Linked DNA regions of Callithrix jacchus: region 1 is linked to region 2. The links are chromatin contacts, called in public Hi-C maps. All regions are on one chromosome and are shown on one strand. Each heading gives the region's core, a stretch centred on a gene start, on an enhancer-like site or on the middle of the called end of the contact. The rest is flanking DNA. Distances are from core to core; before and after follow the strand shown.

Region 1 (5,081 bases), core at 77-2,576, 82 kb before region 2:
GATTGCCAGCTCTTCAGGTAAATGAATGGGGACTCAGCTTACAGTGATAGCCAAATATGGGCAAAAAGAGGGTAAAGGGAGAACTGCTCAATAAGAGGGTGGGAATGTAGAGGAAAAATTCAGTGATCACTGGTAGACATTATTAATATTTTTGTTACCAGGCTTTCTTTTGACCTCTATTCTAACCCATAATTGAGTGAAATAAAGTATATACACAATATATACCACATATGCTAAACAAGTTTAAAAGACATTAAAGGTTGAAAATTTCATTTAAAAACAATTACTTTTAAAGATAAAAACCAATAATAAAAAGTGTTCATATAGCGATTAAATCTTAGGTACAATAATATTTATTGAGCACTGTGTGCCAGGTACTATGCTAAGTGCTTAAAATATTATTTCATTCAATCCTCACAGCATTCCCCAAAATGAAGTACTGCTATTTTCTGTTACAGATAAGGAGATTGAGACTTAGATGCCACAGGTCCTGCTGCAATCAGATTTTAAAACCAAAGCCTATGAATTAATGGGACTGAATAACTATTCATTTTACATTTATCTACAGAAATATTAGACTGACCTGTAGTATTCAGAGGCAGTTTCAAATTCACCAAGAAATATATATGCATTTCCAAGGTTGCTATATGCTCTTCTTTCAGCTGCTTTATCTCCAAATTCTTTTGCAATAAGGAGACGCTGAAAAAGAAAGTTTTAATTAGATGTAGCTATAATAAAACTGGAGAATGATCTAATCGGTGTTCAGAACTTTGATGAAGAAATGATCTGGCTCCAAGGCCTTCCACTGTACCTGCTCATGGGCTATAACTGCATCCCTGAAGTTGCCAAGGAGGTAATGTGTGTTTCCAAGATTTCCAAAGGCACGTCCTTGTGCTGCTCGGTCACCCAAAGCAGTCACTAGTGATAGGTTTTCCCTAAGGGACAGCAAAAAGTGATGAAATAAGTTTTCAAAACAATTTTATTTATTTGATTTACATATCTAATTTTATTAGGAAAAAATGTAAATAAGTTTACAGTCATAATGTGCAACATTTTAAGGATGACATCTGCGATGAAGGGCAATTATAGGAAATAGCTGGCAACACTTTATTTAACCATTCGGATAGGTTTCTGCCCAGGGGCAAGCACAGAGTTAATCTGGGAACCCCTGTAGTTAAGAAGTTCTATGAAATTCTGTTGGTAAAAGACTAAATTACTCTAAATAACAGACCAAGCATTGATATTTCTTGTTTGTGCCACTAAGTGGCACTGGTCTGCAATTTAAACAAAAGCTGCAGATTACTAATATAACACCGTAACAGTTAAGCAACTGAATGGATGATTTTGCTAGTTCATAACTTTAAAACTTTTGCCAAACTTAAAACTTACTACTGAATAAAGAACATATAGCCGATCCACAACTTAGATGGGCCTGCATGACTGCACATAGCAGCCCCTACTCACTCATAAAAATCCACTGCTGCCTGAAGGGCATTTCTCACTTCTTCTGGAAATTCTCCTACGTCCTGGGGACCAGGGCAACCAAAACTTTTCCCTTTGGCATGATACACATTTCCAAGATTGTAAAGTGCTCTTGCTTCTCCCACCTAAATGAAGACATCAGCAAAGATTACATTTTGAAAACAGAGGTCAGTTTTATCATATATATGTGTAATATCCTTAGTATTATGGTCAAGGGAAAGAAATTTTTATATTTGCTCTCCATACAGAACCAATCAAATGATTACTTATGAAAGAAAGCCCTCTTGCTACTTCCTTTTCTCCATCAAAAATTTTTTTTCCTCTTTTACTTCTATAGTCTATAAATGTTTTCTTTTTTGGCTTTAATTTTTAAATAAACTATAGAATAATTAAGTAGTATTAAAATGCAAAGCACTTTGAATGAAAATATTGGGTCTACTACCATTTAATGCTGTGGTATTACCTTGTCATTAAGCTCTCTGGAAATATCTAGGTGTCGCTGACAACAAACTATGGCTTCATCAAAATTCCCAAGAACTTTTAACGTGTTTCCCAGATTACCACTAGCTTTGGCTTCCCCCAACTGGTCTCCAATAGTCCTGGAAAAAAAAAAAAAAGAAACAAATGGTATTAAAATACAAATGGTGTTAAAATATAAAGCAGCCAGAGTACAGTTTTCCTAGAGGACAAACTGACATGCTTAAGGTAAGAAAAATCCATTGGCTCTGAAACCTACTTTAAATATATATTTAAAACTTACATTTCTGTATTTGAATGTAATTAGTTTTCATTCATTTAATTAAACTCTAGGGTCCTTTCACTACTATTCATTCAATTAAGCTATGTTCAGCCTAAAGATTAGTTTTAAAAAGCGATGCTACTGAAGTAGAACTCATTAAATATATTGTTAGTTTTTGTTAATTGGATAGAAATTTTTTTTTAAATAATAGCTAATTGCAGAAGGAAGAATATTTTAAAAGCTTAAATTAATTACCTTGCAAGAGTTAAATCATGATGGTGATATTCTAATGCTTTGGCATAATCATGCAAATAGAAATAAGCATTGCCCAGCTGGCTGTAAATAGCACTAAGTGTTTTTAGGTCTTCAGTTCCAACTTGAACTGCAGCTTCAAAGAATGACACGCCAGCTCGGCAGTCTCCTGATTTACATAGACGTTCCCCTTCCAAGGCCAGCTCTAGGCAAGACGCTTCCATTCTACAAAATTATACAGGACAGACATTTAAACATAACATTACAGCTGCATCACAGTATTTTTAACTTCCAGTAATATAATTTAAATGTAGACTGTGTGGCTACTCTTGTTCAGGACAGCTGCCTCTATAACTGAAGTCTATATACATTCCTGATAAAACAGCAAAACAGTTATCTGTAGCAAGAGGTAATCTGCCTATTCAAATTTATCTGAGCCTGCTCAGAGAGGTCTGTTATACAGAATAGGGAGCTCATTTTAATTGGCCCAGAGCAATTCATATTACTAGTGAAAGAATCTAAAGCAGTATTTCCCAGACAATTTTGAGTTGTAACAGACCTCTAGACTTCCTGAGAGTCTGAGGAGACGAGTATTTGGAAAGTGAGGCCCCACAATTATTAATATTGTTCTCTACCCAGGTATCCAAGTAATCTAGTCACCTGTCCATCAACCCCTCTGACCATCCATCTATCCCTCTCTTTCCCTGTCATACACACATAACACACACTCTCCTTCCTCTTCTTACATGACCTCTCATACCCTAGAAAAATACAGGAACAAAGTATTCTTGATCTGTAAGGCACATTTTCACAAGAGAACTAAGTGTCAAGAAATTTAAAGTTAGAAAGCAATGATTCAAAAATTTGCAAAAATACTAATTTTCAAAGTCTGTCCCTGAATTGAAAAAGCCAGAAGGATTAAATCACTGTAAACATATCTGGGAGAAAAAATACTGGTACTTCGGATTCAAAGTACCTTTAGAGGGTGCCCCTTATTCAAGTTGCCATTGTGTTTCTTCAGCATCTTCATGATTTCTGTGATATGTATGAAGTACCTATTCATTTAATTATTTCTATAATTTGGCAAATTTCCTTTAAATTGGCACACTAACTTACCATTTAAAAAAAATTGAGCTTCAACCAAATCAGTACTCGTGAAACTGTGAATTTGATATGATACTTACATTTATTTTCTAATACAGCAGTCTCCAACCTTTTGGGCACCAGTGGCCGGTTTTGTGGAAAACAGTTTTTCCATAGATGTGTGGCAGGAGATGGTTTTGGGATGATTAAAGCATATTACATTTACTGTGCACTTTATTCCTCGTTACTACATAGTCACCATAATGTGCAATCAGTGGGAGCCCTGAACTTGTTTTCCTGCAACTACATAGTCCCATCTGGCTGTGATGGGAGACGGTGACAGATCATCAGGCATTAGACTCTCATAAGAAGCACGCAAACTGGATCCTTTGCATGTACAGTTCACAATTGGGATTGCACTCCTATGAGATGCCACTGCTGATCTGACAGGAGGCAGAGCTCAGGTGGAAATGCTCACTCGCCCTGCCCACTTGCAGCTTACCTCCTAACAGACCACAACAGTACTGGTCTGTAGTCCGGGGGTTGGGAACCCCTGTTCTAATATACACTGAACAAATATGTAATTATTAACATCTAAAAGTGGGTAAAGTTACCCTATGTACCACCAATGGTATACATATCACTCTTTGAAAAACTCTGATAGGGCTCATGAAACATTTTAAATATTGGAACAGCACTAAATTACTTACTAGAATGAGCTTTGAGCCACGCCAATAAAGCAATGGTTCTTAATGCTGGCTGTACAACAGCAGAGCTGACCTAGAGCACTCTCTAAAACTCTCAATGCTAAATTCTACTCTCTGGGTGATGTCTGGCCATCTGTATTTTTTTTAAAGCCCCAGGTAATTCTAAAGTACAAGTTAGGGTGGAGAATCAGTGCTTTTATAAGAAATGTGAATTAAGCCACCACTCACCCTAATATCATTCAAATATGATACTTTGTATATCTAGTGGTAGATCAATTAACATGTTTGAGTGCTATTTTTCAGTCTGTAAAATTTCAAGATTCCTTAAAGCCATAAATTAAAATGGGATTATAAAGTGGAAAATATAACTGATGAAGCTAAAAGCCTGGACAAAGATTAACAGAGCCAATTGCAAAGGTTCAAAGCAGACTTTTGGTTCAGAAAAAGCAGATGTATGTAGCCAATTCCAACAGGTAATTTTCAAGTTCTTTTTTTTTTTTAGAATTTAAGTGACTTAGCCAATGGCTACTGCTTGCTGATCTTCACTTTTTTTTTTTTTTTTGAGAAAGAGTCTCTCAGGCTGGAGTGCAGCAGTACAATCTCGGCTCACTGCAACCTCTGCCTTCTGGGTTTAGGTGATTTTTGTGCCTCAGTTTTCCACGCAGCTGGGATTATAGGCATGTGCCATCATGCCTGGCTACTTTTTGTAATTTTAGTAGAGGCGGGGTTTTGCCATGTTGGCCAGGCTGGTCTGAAATTCCTGACCTCAAGCAATCTGCCTGCCTTGGCCTCCCAAAGTGTTGAGATTACAGGGTGAG
Region 2 (5,068 bases), core at 1,777-4,276:
GCGTCTAACTCTGTCAGCCAAGCTGGAGTGCAGTGATGTGATCATAGCTCAATGCTTCCATGAACTTCTGGGCTCTAGCAAACCTCCTGCCTCAGCCTCCTGAGTAGCTGAAAAACTTTAGGTACATGCCACCATGCCCAGCTAATTTAACAAAAAATTTGTAGTTAGTATGAAAGGGTTTTATGCATTTTTTTTTTTTTTGGTAGAAACAGGGTCTTACAATGTTGCCAAGACTGGTCTTGAACTCCTGGCCTCAAACAATCCTCCCGTCTCAGCCTCCCAAAGCACTGGGATTACAGACATGAGCCACCATACCCAGCAAAAGTTCTTTGTTGTCTGTTTCCCAGTTTTCTGATTTATTAAAATTTTATTATTTCATTCACATAAAAAGTTCAAGAAATGATACATATGACCATTTGGGGCTCATTTTTGATCATCTGAATTTAATCATAGCTAACATTTTTCAGCTTTTTTAAAGCCAAAACGGATCTGTTCTCAGAGAGTGAATTCAAAATCCTGTAAAGGTGAACATGAGCCCACCCCAGGAAAGTAAGTATTATTTCATTATTACTAACAAAACCTCTCTTATTGGTTGGGTGCATGAAGTGTACTTGATAGTGCATTAACTACCTACCCCAAGATAACCTAGATGATTATTAGTAGAGCCATGATTCAAACCTAAACCTATCTAATACTTCAATCCTTCATTTGTTTATTCAACAAATGTTTGAGTAAACGTTTGTTTATTCAATAAATCAAGTCATTGTGCTAGGTACTGAGGACACAGGATAAAGCCAGCCACCATCCCTGCTCTCACAGAGCTTACTGTTTTGGCAGAGAAGCCACAGTCTTTGTAAGTGCCAAGAAAGGGGTGCACAAAGTCCTACTGATCTAATTTGGTAGTTAAGAGAAGCTGAGCTTCAAAGGATAAGTATGAATGAACTAGCAAGGAGACCTGGGGGCAGTGAAGAACATTCCAGTCTCAGAAAGCTTCCTGGTTTGAGGGGGCGTTTGGCAAGTTGAGGAATGGTGTGGCTGGAACCCAAAAGAGGGAGTGGCAGTGGAGCAAGATGAGGCTGATGAGCGAAGGTTGATGGGATTGCCAGGGCCAGACGCTACAGGGGCTTGTCAATTCCAGGAAGTATTTCAGATTCTTAGGAGCAAGGGGAAGCCAACTAGGGTGGTTATTTTTTTGTTAATTAGTTTTTATTTTGAGAGACAGGGTCTCCCTTTGTCACCCAGGCTGGAGTGCCATGGTGATCATATCTTGCTGCAGCCTTAACTCCTGGGCTCAAGCCATCCTCCCACCTCACCTCCTGAGTAGGGCTATCAGTGCAAATTTTAAAAAAAATTGTAGAGACAGAGTCTCGCTGTGTTGTCCAGGCTAGTCTTGAACTCCTGACCTCAAGTGATCCTCCCACCTTGGTCACCCAAAGCACTGGGATTACAGATGTCTGGCTCCCCCAGTGAAGTTTAAAAAAAAGTTTTTTGAGGCAGGGTCTTGCTCTGTTGCTCTGGCTAGAGTACAATCTTGGCTCACTGCAGACTTGACCTCCTAGGCTGATCTTCCTGCCTCAGTTTCCTGAGTAGCCAGGAGTAGAGGCATGTGATACCACAGCCAGCTACTTTTTTTTTTTGGTAGACATGGGGTCCTACTATGTTTCCCAGGCTGATCTTAAACTCCTACTCTCAAGCGATCCTCCTACCTCGGTCACCCAAAGCACTGGGATTACAAGCATGAGCCACTATAGCAGGCCATCCCCTCCACAATTAAGTTTTTTAATCAGAGAATTTAAAAAGTTTTTTAGTGTTTTAAAGGATCAGTCTAGCTACTGAGGGAGTAGAAATGAATTAGAGGAGTTAAGATTGGAGGACAAAGGCCAAATAAGAGGCTAGTGAAATAATTCAGGTGAGAATGCTGCAGCTTGGCTAAGGGTGGAGATGGAAAGAGAAAAGTCTGTGTCTGCATTCAAGAGCTATTTAAAAGACAGAACCAACAGTGCAGCAGAGTGGCTAACAGTTCAGGCTCTCACTCAGAGCCACTCAGTCTGAACCTACTACCCTCTAACATAGTCTAGCCCCATGTTTTAAAAATATTTAAGAATTTAAGAATGTGGCCTTTGGAGACTTCTTGTTTTTTTGAGATGAAGTTTTGCTCTTTTGCCCAGGTTAGAGTGAAATGGCAAGATCTTGGCTCACTGCAACCTCTGCCTCCTGGGTTCAAGTGATTCTCCTGCCTCAGCCTTCAAAGTAGCTGGGATTATAGGCACTGGCCACCACACCCAGCTAATTTTTGTATTTTTAGTAGAGATGGGCTTTTGCCATGTTGGCCAGGCTGGTCTCCAACTCTTGACCTCAGGTGATCACCCTCCTTGGCCTCCCAAAGTGCTAGGATTACAGGTGTGAGCCACCGCACCCGGCCAACTTTTTGGGTTTGTCTTGGTTCTGTGTCCTTGGGCAGTTTCCTTGACATCTCTGTGCCTCCATTTCATAGTGCCAAACTCATTGAGGACTGAGTCCATACATACAAAGCACTTAGAATGGTACCCACCTCATAATAAGTACTCAGCAGGTGATGGCTGTTATTGCATTGTTGACAGTGGAGACAGATGAGATACGGGGAGAGAGAGGACTCTGCAGCACTCTGCCATCCCCTACCCAGAGTATTTCATTAGTTGCCGGCCCCTGATGCTGGACTACCTATTGCCTAGAGGATCAATCCAATGTTTTAAAATAACTTGCAGAACTGACTGATGTTCATATGGCAGGGGAGAGGGAAGAAGGGATGTTTTCTGAAGATGATATTGCTCAAAAGTGTTTTATGTACCAAAGAAGTAATGTTTAACAGTGGAAACCTGAAGCTAGGGGAAGATGTGAGGGTGGCTCTATGACAGCCCTGTCAACAGGCAAGTTCTCATGGCTTCCCTCAGGGCCACTGCTCCTGCTTGAGAAAAGCGTAACTTCAGGCAGTGACCTTCACAGACTATGCAAATAGCCCCCCAGAGCCATGCTCTGCACGATCTGAACAGCCCAGTGGCCTTGCACCCCTAATTCACCTAGAGCAGACTTCAGCCCATCCCTGAGACAGAACCCATCGCAGTGTGGCAGGCAAGGGCAGCCTGTTTACTTCAAAAGGAGCGGCTTTTATTTTTTGACTGCTTCTGCCTCCTTGGGGTGAAAGCTCACTGGTGCCAGAATGAACTCAACCCAAGGTACCTGTAATTTGTAGTTTTGTGTATTTGTTTTATAAAAACGCAAGGTAGAAAGTTGGCCCCAAAAGAATGAAAACAGAATAAAAAATGTCTTTGGAGTCTTGCCTCTTCCTGCACCAGAGGAAAAGCAGATAAATTCTGGGAGGAAAAACCCTCATGGTCATGGCAACAACCTTTTTCTGAAGCTCAGCCGTGGTCAGCCACATGGGAGCACGAGAGCTACGAAGGCAGCGGGTGCACAAATCCACCGCCCAAACCACACACATAGAGCTATTACCGACCACGGAGCTGACGTGAACAAGAGTGTGGTAGAGGGTGGTGCTTTACACAAGTATCAATGTGCTTTTGTCTTCCAGAAAAAATCTTCACGCTTTCAGGACCTACAGCTCAGACCTTGCAACACCCTCGCCCCATTTCTACTCCTGCAGGAATTCTGGAAGCAAATCCTTAGATGACTTTGATAGCACTGAAGAAACAGAATCTAAGGTGAGGACTTAGAAAATCATTCAAGAATCCGTGCAGCTCGTAGTTTGATCTTGATGACCAAAGAACTGACAGCTCTGAAGTTATTACAGTATCAGGGCTTCAGAAAACGCTCTGCTAAAGACATATGCTCAGTACTAAGCTAAAGACACACAGCCTCAGCAGCTGCATGGTCTGTATTATTCCTAAATTGGTTCCAAGGGAAATTTCCTGGAGAAAGTGATTTGTGGCTGGTGCCTCAGCTACAGGATATCCCTGGCCCGGGCTTGAAGGCACTGGGTCTGTTCCAGTGACACTGTGATCAGGGTTGCCAGTGGTTTCCTATTTCAAGTCACTAACTCGAATCCCCAGTCCACTTTCAAATGTTTACACACGCATGCGCTGTATCCCTGAGTACCCTCTCAGTGGTTATAGCTCCCAAATCCCCATCAATGGCCCCTAAGAGCTGTTCTTCTATTCTTTCTCTGCGGCAGGGAAACAGCCCAGCTGGCGGCTGACCTCACCCTCTGATTCATGCCCATCAGTCACGTGCTGATCTTTTTTTCAATCCCTTTCCCTAACAAATATATTCCATCTCAGACTGGTCTCCTAGGAAACCAACCCTCAAAAACAGAAATAGACCAAGTGGAAAATAGGAATGCTCCAAAAATTCCACCTTGTAATGTTTAATGAGAGAACCCAATGAGCAGAAACAGCACTTAGTTTATGTAATTAAAATGTGTGGACTTTTTCTCTGTAGAATCTAAACTCGGCTTTGGATCATGCCCTAAGGACAGCAACCATTTTGAAAGAAACTACAGATCAAATGATTAAAATGATTGCAGAAGACCTTGCTAAAGCACAGAGGTGGAGGAATCGGCTGAAATACTAGTTCAATGCCAGGAAAAAGAAAAAAATGCAAAGAAAACTTGATCTTCCCCCAAAATGTATTTTGCTTACTGCACAATTTAGGGAAAGAACTTTCTAGAGAAAACACAAAAACTGTAAGAAATGTGTAACACAAAGTACTTACAAGGAAAAAGAAAAAAAGAAGGGATTTCTGATTCTTAAAATCAAAAGCAGTAAACAAGGACTTATTTTTAATAAATCTAGAAAAAAAGAAAGGACTTCTGATTCTTAAAATCAAAAGTAGCCAACAGGTATTTATTTTAAAATAAATCTATGTTCTTCCTAACTCATAATAAAAGAAATCAAAACAAAACAATGAGTTTTCTTTTATCTATTAGGTCTGAAAAAATGTTTGAAGGAAGCCTGTGTGAGGATGGAGGGAAACTGGTCGTCTCATAGGCTGTTGGCAGAAATGCAACCTTTTTGGGAGACTATTTTTTAGTATCTACCAAGTTCCACAAATTCTAAATCATGTGCCTTCAGAG

What was found. A called contact is a pair of places that touch in the nucleus more often than the background predicts.
Region 1: a Hi-C map of induced pluripotent stem cells shows a contact between it and region 2, with 3 times the contacts expected there. The contact joins two enhancer-like sites. A contact is called at or near these places in 2 of 3 Hi-C or Micro-C datasets (induced pluripotent stem cells and skeletal muscle).

The regions. Positions count from the first base shown.
Region 1 is chr7:146,777,101-146,782,181 of calJac240_pri, reverse strand. It overlaps GPSM2 (G protein signaling modulator 2), which reads right to left. Exons shown (of 14, transcript XM_035252351.3): 2 at 2,477-2,698; 3 at 1,946-2,081; 4 at 1,465-1,607; 5 at 812-935; 6 at 584-699. The coding sequence starts at 2,697. Among named protein-coding and RNA genes, the nearest start is that of GPSM2, 20 kb to the right of the region's middle. Within about 2 kb of position 1,326, at least 2 of the 16 cell types and tissues checked have an H3K27ac peak or open chromatin away from gene starts, as enhancers often do.
Region 2 is chr7:146,697,274-146,702,341 of calJac240_pri, reverse strand. It overlaps AKNAD1 (AKNA domain containing 1), which reads left to right. Exons shown (of 15, transcript XM_002751166.8): 13 at 468-549; 14 at 3,569-3,698; 15 at 4,435-4,705. The coding sequence ends at 4,566. Among named protein-coding and RNA genes, the nearest start is that of AKNAD1, 34 kb to the left of the region's middle. Within about 2 kb of position 3,026, at least 7 of the 16 cell types and tissues checked have an H3K27ac peak or open chromatin away from gene starts, as enhancers often do.